3 separate regions of the Mus musculus genome follow, and all the other regions are linked to region 2. A link is a contact called in public Hi-C and HiChIP or PLAC-seq data. All regions are on one chromosome and are shown on one strand. Each heading gives the region's core, a stretch centred on a gene start, on an enhancer-like site or on the middle of the called end of the contact. The rest is flanking DNA. Distances are from core to core; before and after follow the strand shown.

Region 1 (3,829 bases), core at 1,011-3,510, 1.4 Mb before region 2:
TAGGTTTCAACTTTTTGCCAGAAGTAGTGGCACAGTTCCAGGGCAACTAGAACTGCACAAAGAGACCCTGTCTCATTAAAAAAAAAAAAAAAACCAACTTCCTTTTTTTTTCCTTTGCTCAGTAATAATCTTCACATTTATGAAACAAAGATAACAGAGATTTATTATTGGTGTTTCACTGGATACTTTGCATTTGATTCAACTCCCCAAAGACCTAAGTTACTAAACAGAGTTCTCCTCTACCACCCATGAGGACAGGATCAAAGGAAGAGAAGTCAAACTCTCAGCTTGGTCACAGCACAAAAGCTACAAACAAAATGAACAGAATTTTTTTTTAAAAAAAAAGAGCAAAGCCAACTACAGTAGCCCAGGACTTTGATCCCAGCTCCTTCAAAGGTAGAGACAAAATTACAAATTCAGCTTATCCAGGCTACAGGGTGAGCTTAGGTCCAGCCTGGGCATCTTAGAAGGAATTTGACTAAAAAAAAAAAAAAAAAGAAAGAAAGAAAGAAAGAAAAAGAAAAGAAAAGAAAAAAGGGGGCTGAAGGTATAGGTCAGTGGTAGAGCATTTACCTAGAGTGGGTAAGGTATTGAGTTCAACCAACAAAACTGAGGAGAGGGGCAGGGGGCAGGGGGCAGGAGGCATTACTTGTGTAGCCCAGGGGAACAGAACATGATTGTAAGAGTCAAAAAGAGCCTTCTGAAGCTCCTTTTGTTAGGTACAAAATCGAAACACTTGGATTTCCTGTACCCTTTTTCTCATCTTTTAAACAATTCTAGGAGGCTGGAGATACAGCTGAATGATACAGTATTTGCTTAACATGGCCAAGGGCCTAGGTTCAAGGCCAACACTGCCAGAAATGTAAGCTAACTATGCCTTTCTCTGGCTTCCCAGTCTCTAAATAGTCTTCAGCAACATTTGGCATCTGAAATTCTGTTTCCGTTTACTGTATTAACCCTTTAAGATCAGATTCTTTGTCTTAGTCACCAGGTTGTAAAATTACCTGTGCCTAATAGTATTTAATAATTAATGAACAATTAATGGCTTAACGTTAAGAAATTATTATTAGCTGGGCCTGTGATCCCACTGAAAAATAAGGCTAAGGGAATACTCAGAAATTTGAGGCCAGCCCAAGTTACATAGGAAAAGTGTTTCAAAAAAGGAAAAAACAAGGGGCTGGAGAGATTGCTCAACAGTTAAGAACACTGATCTCCTAGAGGTCAATTCCTAGCAACCATATGATGACTTTTTTTTTTTTTTAAAGATTTATTTATTTATTATATGTAAGTACACTGTAGCTGTCCTCAGATATCCCAGAAGAAGGCATCAGATTTCGTTATGGATGGTTGTGAGCCACCATGTGGCTACTGGGACTTGAACTCGGGACCAGTCGGGTGCTCTTAACCCCTGAGCCATCTCGCCAGCCCTGTTTGTTTGTTTTTCAAGACAGGGTTTCTCTGTGTAGCTCTGACTGTCCTGGAACTCACGCTGTAGACCAGGCTGGTCTCAAACTCAGAAATCCGTCTGCCTCTGCCTCCCGAGTGCTAGGATTAAAGGTGTGCTCCACCACTGCCCGGCTTATTTACAAAGCACTGCACAAAGTCTTGTAAACTTATTTATTTAGCTCGGGGGGGGGGGGGGGGGACGACGACGACGACCATTTTATCCACGAGTAATTAAATACCTTGTTTCAAATACACATAGCTAGTAAGCGGCGGAGTTAGGATTCAAAGTCAAGTTCTTTCACATTAAACTATTCTGTCTCAGAAGAAGCCACAACAGTTAAAGATTCTATTTGGGGTGTAAAGTTGTGGAATAACAAGGGTCCTGTGGGCTGGGCGGAAGTTTGTCGTTCTCTATGCCTGTTTTTGTCTTTGTGCATTCTGGGCTAGTATAGCATTTTTGGAATCGGGTAGGGCACTTACAAGTGTAACCCAATATCAGCTATTCCTAATGCCCGGGTTTCTCCGACCAATTGCTCCTTTGTCTATTCTTGGGCAAGAGCAAGAGCAGATAAATGCAACCAGTGTGAAGGAGAGGCGTGCGGATGTTCCAGAGTGCGTGGCACGGCGAGTACCGAGCCGCCAGCAGGCCCTCTCCACGCCCGCCTTCCGGGCCAGTGGCCTGCGCCTCCTGCGGCCCCTCCCGCCCCCACCGAGGCTTGGCCCAGCCGCGCCCGGGCCTAGAGAGAAAAAGTTTCCAAACCTCGCTTCTTTGCGCTGATTGGCCGAGTCAGACGCGTCCCGAGAGCGGCAGCCAATGGGAGGCGCGCACCGCGCAGTACCGGCGAGGCTGGAGGGCAAGAAAGGCCTGCCGGCCCGCGCCTCGCTGGAATCGTCGCCGCCCGGGCTGGGTAAGTGGAGCCAGGCTGCGGGCGGGTCTCCGCCACGCCCGCAGCATCCATCCGACGTGTCCCCCACACCTGCCCTCCTCAGCTTTCCACCTTCCATCCGTGAGCTCCGCCGCTCGCCCTGGCCAACTCCGTTCCTCTTCTGCTGGCTGCTTTTCTATCCTCGAACGTCCTCAAGACCCATGCCCACGCCGCCCCAAGGCCCCCGAGTTCTTAGTCTGCCCCTTCACCCCACAGTTTCCGGGTCCCCAACTGCTGCCGCACGGATACCAACCTATATCCAACCTTCCCCTCGATGCCTATAGGTCTCGGCCGCTGGACGTTTCAAATTTCCCTAGACAGCACTTTGGATCGGATAAACTTTATCCGACAAAGGGTGAGAGTGCTTACCCCACACCTTGGATGTTGGCCCAGCTCACCTCTACCTCTTTGAGGTCCTGGGCAACCCGGAGTCACCTTGACTCCGGAGCGACTTCATATTTCCTAAATCATCTCGACTTTTTGCCAGGTTGTGCATCCTTCTGCGCTTTAGCCGGATCCTCGCTCAACTTCTCTAGCTGGGTGGAGGTTTGTAATTGGCTCTGCCACCTGTTTCTGTGTATTGTGTGTTAGGATAACATTTTAGGACTCAGAAGGGGTGCTTTTGAAGTATAGTCTGATAGAAACTACTCCAGAGCCTGAGGGTATCTGACCACGCACTTCTCTTCCCCAGCACACTGGTATTCAGCCCGTTTTGAGGTTTAAGTAATTCCCCTTTCAGAATTCCATATGGAGTTCAGTAAGAGGAACTTACAGAACTATGACCAACCCTCCAACCCCTCTGAAGTCGCATGTCTTTGTACTTAAGCAGCAAGAAGACAAGCTAGGCTTAGTGACTGACTCTTGATGTGTTTGACCTGGAACTTGCTCTATAGACCAGGCTGGCCTCGAACTCAAGTTGATTCTCTTGCCTTTGCCTCCCAAGTGCTGGGATTAGAGGTGTCCACCATCACCTGGCTCCCATTCACGTCTTGTTTATTTGAGAGAGATATAAACTTGGGCTGGAGAAGGGTATTGGTTCATTCGATATTGGCATCGAGTATTGGTGATCAGCTTGGCTAGCTTTCTTCACTCAGACATCACTTTATTTCTTTCCTAGAAATTTGAAATTAGAGGTGTGTGACTTGTGTGTGTTCTCAGACAGTTTTGTAGACTTAATTTTGGGGGACTCCTCCCAACAAAACCAATCCTAAGGACTGAAAGTTCTTATTTCAAAGTGTGAGGACCTAAGTGATGTCCCCAGCACCAAAAAGCTGGTGTGATGGTGCACACCTGTGATTTGCAGTACCCAGCTTGGGGGACAGGGGGGCCCTGAGGCTTGCTGCCCAGTGCAGGAGAATGTGAGCCCTGGGTTCAATGAGAGACCTTACCTCAAAAATAAATAAATAAATAAATAAATAAATAAAATTAAAAAGGTGGAGAGTGATAGAGGAAGACAC
Region 2 (4,176 bases), core at 1,154-3,653:
AGTACCTAAAAAGAGCTCTTAATACCAAAAGGAGACCTAAAGTAAAAACTGAAAATATAAAAATAGTAAACATGTTGACATATTAGGTCATTAACTTTGACAAATGTGTCACACTAAGCTATCAAAGGAAGAGAACTGATTGCACACCATCTTCTCCATTTTTCTGTAAACCTAAAACTATGACAAACAAAAGAATGTTCAGTTTTTGTTTACTTTTGAGACAGGATCTTACTACCTAGCCTAGGCTAACCTTATGTAGCCCAGGCTCATCAGGAACTCACGATCCTTCCTCATAGCTGGGATTATAGGAATGCACTACCACAAAACACACAGAACTTCCTTTTTTACACAGTAAATTGCAGTAAATGAATCAAATGAAATCTTTACTCACAGATACTAAATATTAATAAACATCTTTTGCCTTGAGTAATGCTTAAGCTAAATTCTATGAAAGCCTCTTGACTTGGGGAAAGGAAGGAGGAAACTTCAGACACTTCCATCTGAGAAGGAACCAAGAATGTAAAGAAAAATTTATCTAAGAAGGAATGTATGAGAGTCAGTGTCGAGACTAAAACAGAAAAAAACTCATCCTTTGAGGAATACTCCAAATTAAGTTAGTCATGATGGAGAGAATGCTGGATTATACTCTTGCTTCTGTTCCTGTAAAGTTATGTGTAACTTTTTACTTCTTTGGTTTCTCAATTTTCTAAGAAGGAATTCTCAATCTAATTTGAATTATTATCCTCCAAACTTTTTCCAGTTAGAGTTCAAGGTCAGCCTGGCTACATGGGACACTGACTCAAAAATAAATAAATAAGCTCCATTTTCTAAGATGTATTTTAATTATACCAAAGTTCCCATTTCCTTGGTCTAAAACCAGTGAAAATAACAAACAGGATACAGATATCTAATATGCAATACATGGGCAAATAATCCAACGCTTAGAGTACACATTCAATTGCCAAAAACCAAAGTTTGATAAAAAGTATGGACCACTCATTTTATCTAATTACTGCTCTTTTCAAAATACTTAACATTCTTTCATATGAGTAGTGTTAAATATGTTCCAAAAAACAAATGCTGACTGGAGAGATGGCTCAGCTGCTAAGAACACTGGTTGCTCTCCCAGAGGTCCTGAGTTCAATCCCCAGCAATCACAAGGTGGCTCACAGCCATCTGTAATGGAACCCAATGCCCTCTTCTAGTGTGTCTGAAGACAGCTACAGTGTACTCATATATATATAATAAATATTTTTAAAAAGAACAAATGCAATCACAAATTGACATTTTTCATATTACAATACACCATTTTATTAGTTTAATTTTAAGGTAGTGAGCACAACTCTTTAAAAAACATGGCACTAATAAGCACATATATTTCAAATAAGAAGTAAAGAGATTAAGGGTTATAACATTAAAAGATCACTTTTAAAATGAGCTTTGGTCTTGGACAGCTCTGATCTGACCACTGATGTATTTTCCAGAGGTAGAACTGCTAAAGATTTTATTGTCTATGGCACTCATACACATAAAGGTAAGATTTAAACAATATGAAAAATGTATATGAAGGCATTACCTTGAAATGTTAACAATCACAACATGCACTCAACCTCTTCCATTTCTACAACCTAGATTCAATAAGAACTAGAAAAAAAAATAAATCTTATGAATCATCATTTTTAAATGCTAAAACTCAACACTTTTAAACTGTTTTAATTTTTTTTGTCACCAAATTTCTAAACCCTGTTGGCATTTAAATTTCAAGTTTCTGCTCAAAGGCAACCGAACATTGTAGACAAGAGTAGAACACCTATCTAAGGTACCAACTGTCCTGCAATTAGCTTTCGTCTGGCTCAGTGTACTGTAGTTTTTCACTTAATTGAAAAAAAAAAAGAAGAAGAAGAAGAAGAAGAACACGCATTCGGCCACCTAAGTAAAATCGTCGCCCTCTTATTCCAGACAGCAGCCACCCTCCGGTTAGTCCTATCCTCCCGCACGTGTCTGTCTGGTGGACTCCCAGCCTAGATCCCCGGCTCCATCCAGGATGCCTCTCCGCCGTAGCCCCGTTGATGGGCAATGCCACCGCCACCGCGGGCCGCTCCAGCGCACTCCACCCTCGGCTCCGCTGCGGCGCCCAGATCTGCCGGTCCTCCCGCAGGGCCGCCGCGGGCGGTGGGCGCGCAGGCTCCCCGTCACCGCGAGCTCTGACACGCGCGTCCCGACCTCCCTACCGCCCGCCCCACCCCCTGCCCCTCGCGGGGCCCTCCGCACTGCGCACCCGCAGTCCCGCGCGGCCCGCCGGACAGAAAGCAGCGGGAGCGCGGCAGACCCGGCTAGGAACCGACCTGTGGAGACCGCCATCTTCTCCTGCTACCAGACGCACCACCGCACGCAGGGCGTCAACGTCACTTCCGGCAGCGCGTTGCTCTCCGTCATAGAGGGACCGATAGTGGGGATAGTGGGGACTGTATCAGGTTCCTGTTCCTGGCAAGCTTTGCCCCTGATGGTCTCTGGAACTGTTGGTTCATCGGTTGTCCTAATCAAAACACACACATAAAACTGGGTTGGGAGACTAAGGCAGCATGAGCTTAAAAAGTCTTTAAAAGATCTGAGATCTCCAATAGTGTCAGTGTGTCCAAGGGAAATTTTCCCTATGACTCCTCTTATTAAATATTGAAATAATGTCTAAACAAACGCTAACAGTTACATCACGAGCCGGGCGTGGTGGCGCACGCCTTTAATCCCAGCACTCGGGAGGCAGAGGCAGGCGGATTTCTGAGTTCGAGGCCAGCCTGGTCTACAAAGTGAGTTCCAGGACAGCCAGAGCTATAAAGAGAAACCCTGTCTCGAAAAACAAAGTTACATCACACCAAACCTGTTATTAATAATCAAGGTAAAACATGGGAATTCACAATTGTGTTGGGGAAAAAAAAAAAAAACTATTCCAAAAGGTTGGGCTGTGTTAGTGCAGGCTACGTTTAGGCTGTAGTTTTGCTCTGATGACACCAGAACCAAAAGTCCATCAGTAAAGAAAGCCACAGAAGAAACTCAAGCAAAACCGTGAAGCAAAAAGGGATGGAGAAAAGCAGCTTACCACCTTGCTTCTGAGAAGGCTAGGCTGACTCCATGACAGACTTCAAATTGACAGTTAAGGAGACTGGGCCTAAGAACTGGGAAAGTCCAGGCAAGCCCAGGCAAGTCAATTACTAATAGAAAAAAACCCAGGCTCCAGCCTTCATGCCCGATAATGGTTCTAGGATGCCTAGAGATAGAGTAAGATAAAACTCATCTTCCCCAGAATTCCAATGTGCTTTAAAGCAAGCATGCACACTCACTTAGTTGTCTCTCTGTTTTGGCAATGGGAGACTCCAACACGCTGGACTTCTGCAAAATAAAGCACTCTCTGAGTATACATACTATTTGAGTCCCAGGTGTCATTCTTCGGTGAATCATGGACCTTTACATTTCTATCTTACGTTCACCTACCTTATTTGGAGGAGTAAGCCCATGTACCTAAAGATGGTATACCCATACCCAACTGGATTCTCCTACAACAATTAGTGACTAAGAAAGTTCCCCCAGGTTTTTCTTTTCAGACATGCCCACAGGTTATTCTGACTAAGGCAAGTCTTAAATTGAGATTTCCTCTTTCCATTTGTGTCAAGTTCACAACAAAGATTATCTAATACAAGTCCATTCCAAGTGCATCATTGTTAATATTCCTTTCTTGTTTGTGCCCAAGATGTCATAAATACTAAAATATTAAATACAGTACAACTTTAGAATTCCCAGTCTTTAAAAATTCCAACCCTCTAAGTCTCTTTAAAATATCCAAAGTCAGGTTCAATAAATACCACACACAAGCAAATATTATAGGCTACTCACAATGCTATTGGTTATCCTTGACAACCTAACTGTAAGACTATATTGCTGAAGACATCACATACTTATGCAACTGAACATGAAAAAAATTCAGTTGGGGGCTGGTGAGATGGCTCAGTGGGTAAGAGCACCCGACTGCTCTTCCGAAGGTCCAGAGTTCAAATCCCAGCAACCACATGGTGGCTCACAACCATCCCTAACGAGATCTGACTCCCTCTTCTGGAGTGTCTGAAGACAGATACAGTGTACTTACATATAATCAATAAATAAATCTTAAAAAAAAATCAGTTGGGA
Region 3 (3,986 bases), core at 570-3,069, 1.9 Mb before region 2:
ATATCTATCTCCCTTCTTGCTTAAGACAGAGGCAGGTTGATCTACAGATTGAGTTCCAGGACAACCAGGGGTACACAGAGAAACCCTGTCTACAAACAAACAGGGGAAGTATGGTGGGACACACCTGCAATCCAACCATCTGGAGAGTTCATTTGAATTCAGGACTAAACCTGTTCTACAAAGGTTGTGTCTTATTTATTTATTTATTTATTTATTTATTTATAATATATGTGTGCTCTCCTGCATATGTATCTGCTGCCTGAAGATGGCATCAGATCCCATTACAGATGGTTGTGAGCCACCATGTGGTTGCTGGGAATTGAACTCAAGACCTCTGGAAGAGCTCCCAGTGTTCTTAGCCATCTCACCAGCCCAGGGCTGTGTCTTAATAAGGAAAAATAATCTTAAATGGTAAATTCTGTTATGTATCTGTTATCACAATGAAGAAAAAAAGGTTTCTACCTTTACTAGATCACTCTCTAGAAAGTAAATTCTGCTAGCACAAATCAGTTTTACTCTTTACCAACTTGAAAAGAACACTCTCATTTATTCCTTTAGAGGTGGCTGATCTCAAACTCATTCCATAGCTAAGTCTCCATAGTCTTAAACTTTTTTTTCTTTTTCAAGACAGAGCTTCTCTGTACAACAGTGCCCTGGCAGTCTTAAGAGGACTCACTTTGTAGGCCAGGCTGGCTTCGAACTCACAGAGATCCTGCCTCTGCTTCCTGAATTCTGGGGTTAAAGCGCTACCATGCCTGACAGCCTTCAACTTCGAATCCTCTTGCCTACTCCTTGCCTCGTTTGGGGATTACAGGTGTGCCACCGAGCCCAGTTCGTTTATATGCTACTGGGATCGAACTCAGCACAGCTTGGTATGTTAGTCAAGCAGTGTACCAACTGAGCTTCATTCCCAGCCCCATCTCCAACAACGTAGAGATGTTAAAATTTTGAAAGATCAAATCAATGATTGTCCAATTAAAGCAAGCTGTATTTGGGGGGTACACCTAGGCTAACTGACTGTCTCCTCCTAAATCGGGTTTTGAGAGAGCAGCCTCTGCTGGCTTATAGGAGATAAGAGTTTAAAGAGTTGTTTAAAGAGTTGGCTATTGCCGGGTCTGGTGGCGCATGCCTTTAATCCCAGCACTTGGGAGGCAGAGGCAAGTGGATTTCTGAGTTTGAGGCCAGCCTGGTCTACAAAGTGAGTTCCAGGACAGCCAGGGCTATACAGAGAAACCCTGTCTCGAAAACAAACAAACAAACAAACAAACAAACAAAACCCGAGTTGGCTATTAACACGTTTTTATAAAGATACAATGAAAGGGAAGGAACGAGGGCACGTACATGTGAATGGGGTTGCAAACAGTTTATTAAATCAGAACTGAGAAACAGGAACTTTTTCTTTCTTTGGTTAAGTTTCACTATGTAGCTTTGACTGTCTTGGAATTCACTCCGTAGACTAGACTGGCTTCGAACTCACAAAGATCATCCTGCCAAGCATGGTCTCACAACGTCATAGATTGAAAACATAGTACCATTGAGTTCTCAACAGATCTAGATCAAGGTGGGTAGCTGCGGAGTAAATGTGATAACGCCATTTTACCCCAAATTCCGACTCTATAAATAAAACTTTAAGGACTGCTTCTGTGGTTTTCTTCATAAATGTGAAGTTAAGATCTATTACGATGCATTCGGGCACTGTGGGAGACTTTGATGGCTGAATAAAGCTAGCTAAATACGGGAACGCAATCCAGCTGGAACCTCCAGACCTGGGGCGGTGACTTCTGTGCTTGGCTCGGACGAAAAGGAAGGGGCGGGTCGCGTTGGTGCGCATGCGCCCGCATGCCCCTAGAGCAGCCGCTCTAGGCAGCCGGAGGTCGCACGGGGTTGAGAGCATAAAGAGGTCTCTCCTCTATGGTTGCGGGAGCTGATCGTAGTCGGCCCCTAGGCCCAGGTTATTTCCGGAAGCGAAGCCTTGTCCTCTACTTCCGCGGGGTCCTGGCAGGTGGCGGTGACAGAGTGGGTACCAGGACTAGTGGCGAGGTGAGCTTCGGCACGGTGTGGGGTGGTAATGGTCCGGCAGGGCGCTTGGCTTGAGAGTGCGGCGCGGGAGACGGAACTGAACCCGCTCCCGGAGCTGCGCTGGCGGGGACTGAACCCGCTCCCGGAGCTGCGCTGGCGGGGTGGGTCCAGGCTCTGGGGCCTCCTCACCCCGGCCTGGACGCGTCCCAGCAGGGCTGCGGACCGTAGCCCCTTCCCTTACGAGGCGAAGACCCACGCCACTGCAGGTCTCTAGTCCTCCCCCGCGTCGGGGTCTGGGTCAGAGCCACTCGACCCTGGGGTGGTGACAGAGATGGGTCTTGTTTCCACTTACTTGCGGGCTATGGGCGCCCGCCACGTCGGCTAAATCCGAGGCACCTTCCTGTCCCAAGGCAGAGGGTTTCATAATGGGAAGTGAGGATAACGGAACATCAGACTCCAAAGTGACACCGAGGCTGACCTAGAACTTAGCTCTTCTCATTCCCATACACACGACTCAAAAATCGTGTGCTGATGAGAGCGTGTGTGTGTGTGTGTGTTTTAGAAGAGAGACGCTGTGTCTAACTGGGGACCTTTAACTGGGCAAGGGGCAAACCCCTAACTTTGGTTGAGAAGAGAAAGTGGGAGCCATTGGGTCCTCCCCACGGAAGCCCATTGGCCCGCCCTTGGAGTGGCCCCAACGTCACACCAGGAGAGGCCAATGCGAAGGAGTTTTCCTTTCACCTTTAGGTACGGACTGCACGTGCTGATGAAGTTTTATTTACTTTTGTCAGTGCTCTTTTATAAACAGCCTGGATGTGTCCCGACCAAAGTGCACGGTATATGCCAGGGAATATCGTCCATAAACCTGATGGGAAAGCTGTACTCTGTCCAGGCTGTTCACACACACACACACACACACACACCCTTTTCCCCCTTTCTCTCTGGCAGTATAAATGCTAACCACACTGTTAACAGCATTCAGTAAAATGTGACAGTTAGTAATGCTATTATTATCAGTCAGCAAACTTTTTACCTGGTCGAAGTTTGACATCTAATCCCACAATCCTTTAGCGATAATATTAGTATGGCTTGATAAATGGAAAGTAATGAAGCTCGAGGAGAACAAAGGGTGACCAGATTGGGAGCCCAGGTTGGCCTCGCTCTGAAGACTTAACTTTGGTTTTGGTTCTTTGTTTGTTTATTGGGGGGGGTGCATTTTGAGACAGGGTTTCTCTATGGAGTCCTGACTGTCCAATAATTCACACTAGGCTGGCCGAGAATACACAGAAATCCACCTGCCCGTGGGGATTAAATGCCACCATGCCTGGCTTGTTTTATTTGTTGAGAAAGGCTTTATGTAATCCAGGCTGGCCAAGAATAATTCTTGGACTTCTGATTTCTCTGGCTTTCTGAATTGAGTAGCAGGAAATGGAGAAGGGAGAAAATGAAACTCTTGAACTGAGTCTAGAAATCTGGACTTATGCAAAAGAGAGATTTCCCTGAGTGGTGTGTGCCACCATGCCCGGTTTATACACTGCTGATGATAGAACCAGTCAGCAAACACTCTACCAAATAGTCCAGATTAGGTAACACACAGATAAACCTTACACAGTTAACTTGGGTTTGGAGTGGATTAATCATCAAAGACGGTTTGGATCTTGTGAGTGGATACTTTTGACTCAGAAATCTTAACAGATGGGAGTGTAATGATCCATTTAAGATAGTTATTGACAACCATGCTGATTATGCCAGTTAAAAAATTTTAAGTCCTTTTAATTGATGACAAGACCATAAGTGGCCTTATGCCTCTGAAAATATCCCTTGCTGCCTCTGCCCAGGGATAGAGTTTTTAAAGACAAAAACCTCAAAGACCTTAATTTACCTCAAAGTTAGATGAGGATCAGAGTAAACTTTCATTCCTGGCAGGGCATAATTTTAGATGTAACCTCAAATGGGTATCCAAAGCA

The links. Hi-C and Micro-C count contacts between places; a contact is called where the count stands out from the background. HiChIP or PLAC-seq counts read pairs in DNA pulled down with a chosen protein or histone mark.
Region 1: a contact with region 2 is called in a Hi-C map of B cells, with 6 read pairs. The contact joins the promoter of Nde1 here to the promoter of Ube2v2 in region 2. A contact is called at or near these places in 1 of 39 promoter capture datasets (pre-B cells), 2 of 484 Hi-C or Micro-C datasets (B cells and CD4 T cells), 2 of 115 datasets of contacts at active chromatin or transcription factors (embryonic stem cells and large pre-B cells) and 1 of 9 other capture datasets (liver).
Region 3: an H3K27ac HiChIP or PLAC-seq map of thymic regulatory T cells shows a contact between it and region 2, with 10 times the contacts expected there. The contact joins the promoter of Bfar here to the promoter of Ube2v2 in region 2. A contact is called at or near these places in 1 of 484 Hi-C or Micro-C datasets (CD4 T cells), 1 of 115 datasets of contacts at active chromatin or transcription factors (thymic regulatory T cells) and 1 of 9 other capture datasets (adipose tissue).

Annotation. Positions count from the first base shown.
Region 1 is chr16:14,161,015-14,164,843 of GRCm38.p6, forward strand. It overlaps Nde1 (nudE neurodevelopment protein 1), which reads left to right and starts at 2,261. Exons shown (of 9, transcript NM_023317.2): 1 at 2,261-2,354.
Region 2 is chr16:15,592,115-15,596,290 of GRCm38.p6, forward strand. Ube2v2 (ubiquitin-conjugating enzyme E2 variant 2) reads right to left here and starts at 2,404. Exons shown (of 4, transcript NM_023585.4): 1 at 2,346-2,404. The coding sequence starts at 2,361.
Region 3 is chr16:13,670,039-13,674,024 of GRCm38.p6, forward strand. It overlaps Bfar (bifunctional apoptosis regulator), which reads left to right and starts at 1,820. Exons shown (of 8, transcript NM_025976.5): 1 at 1,820-2,040.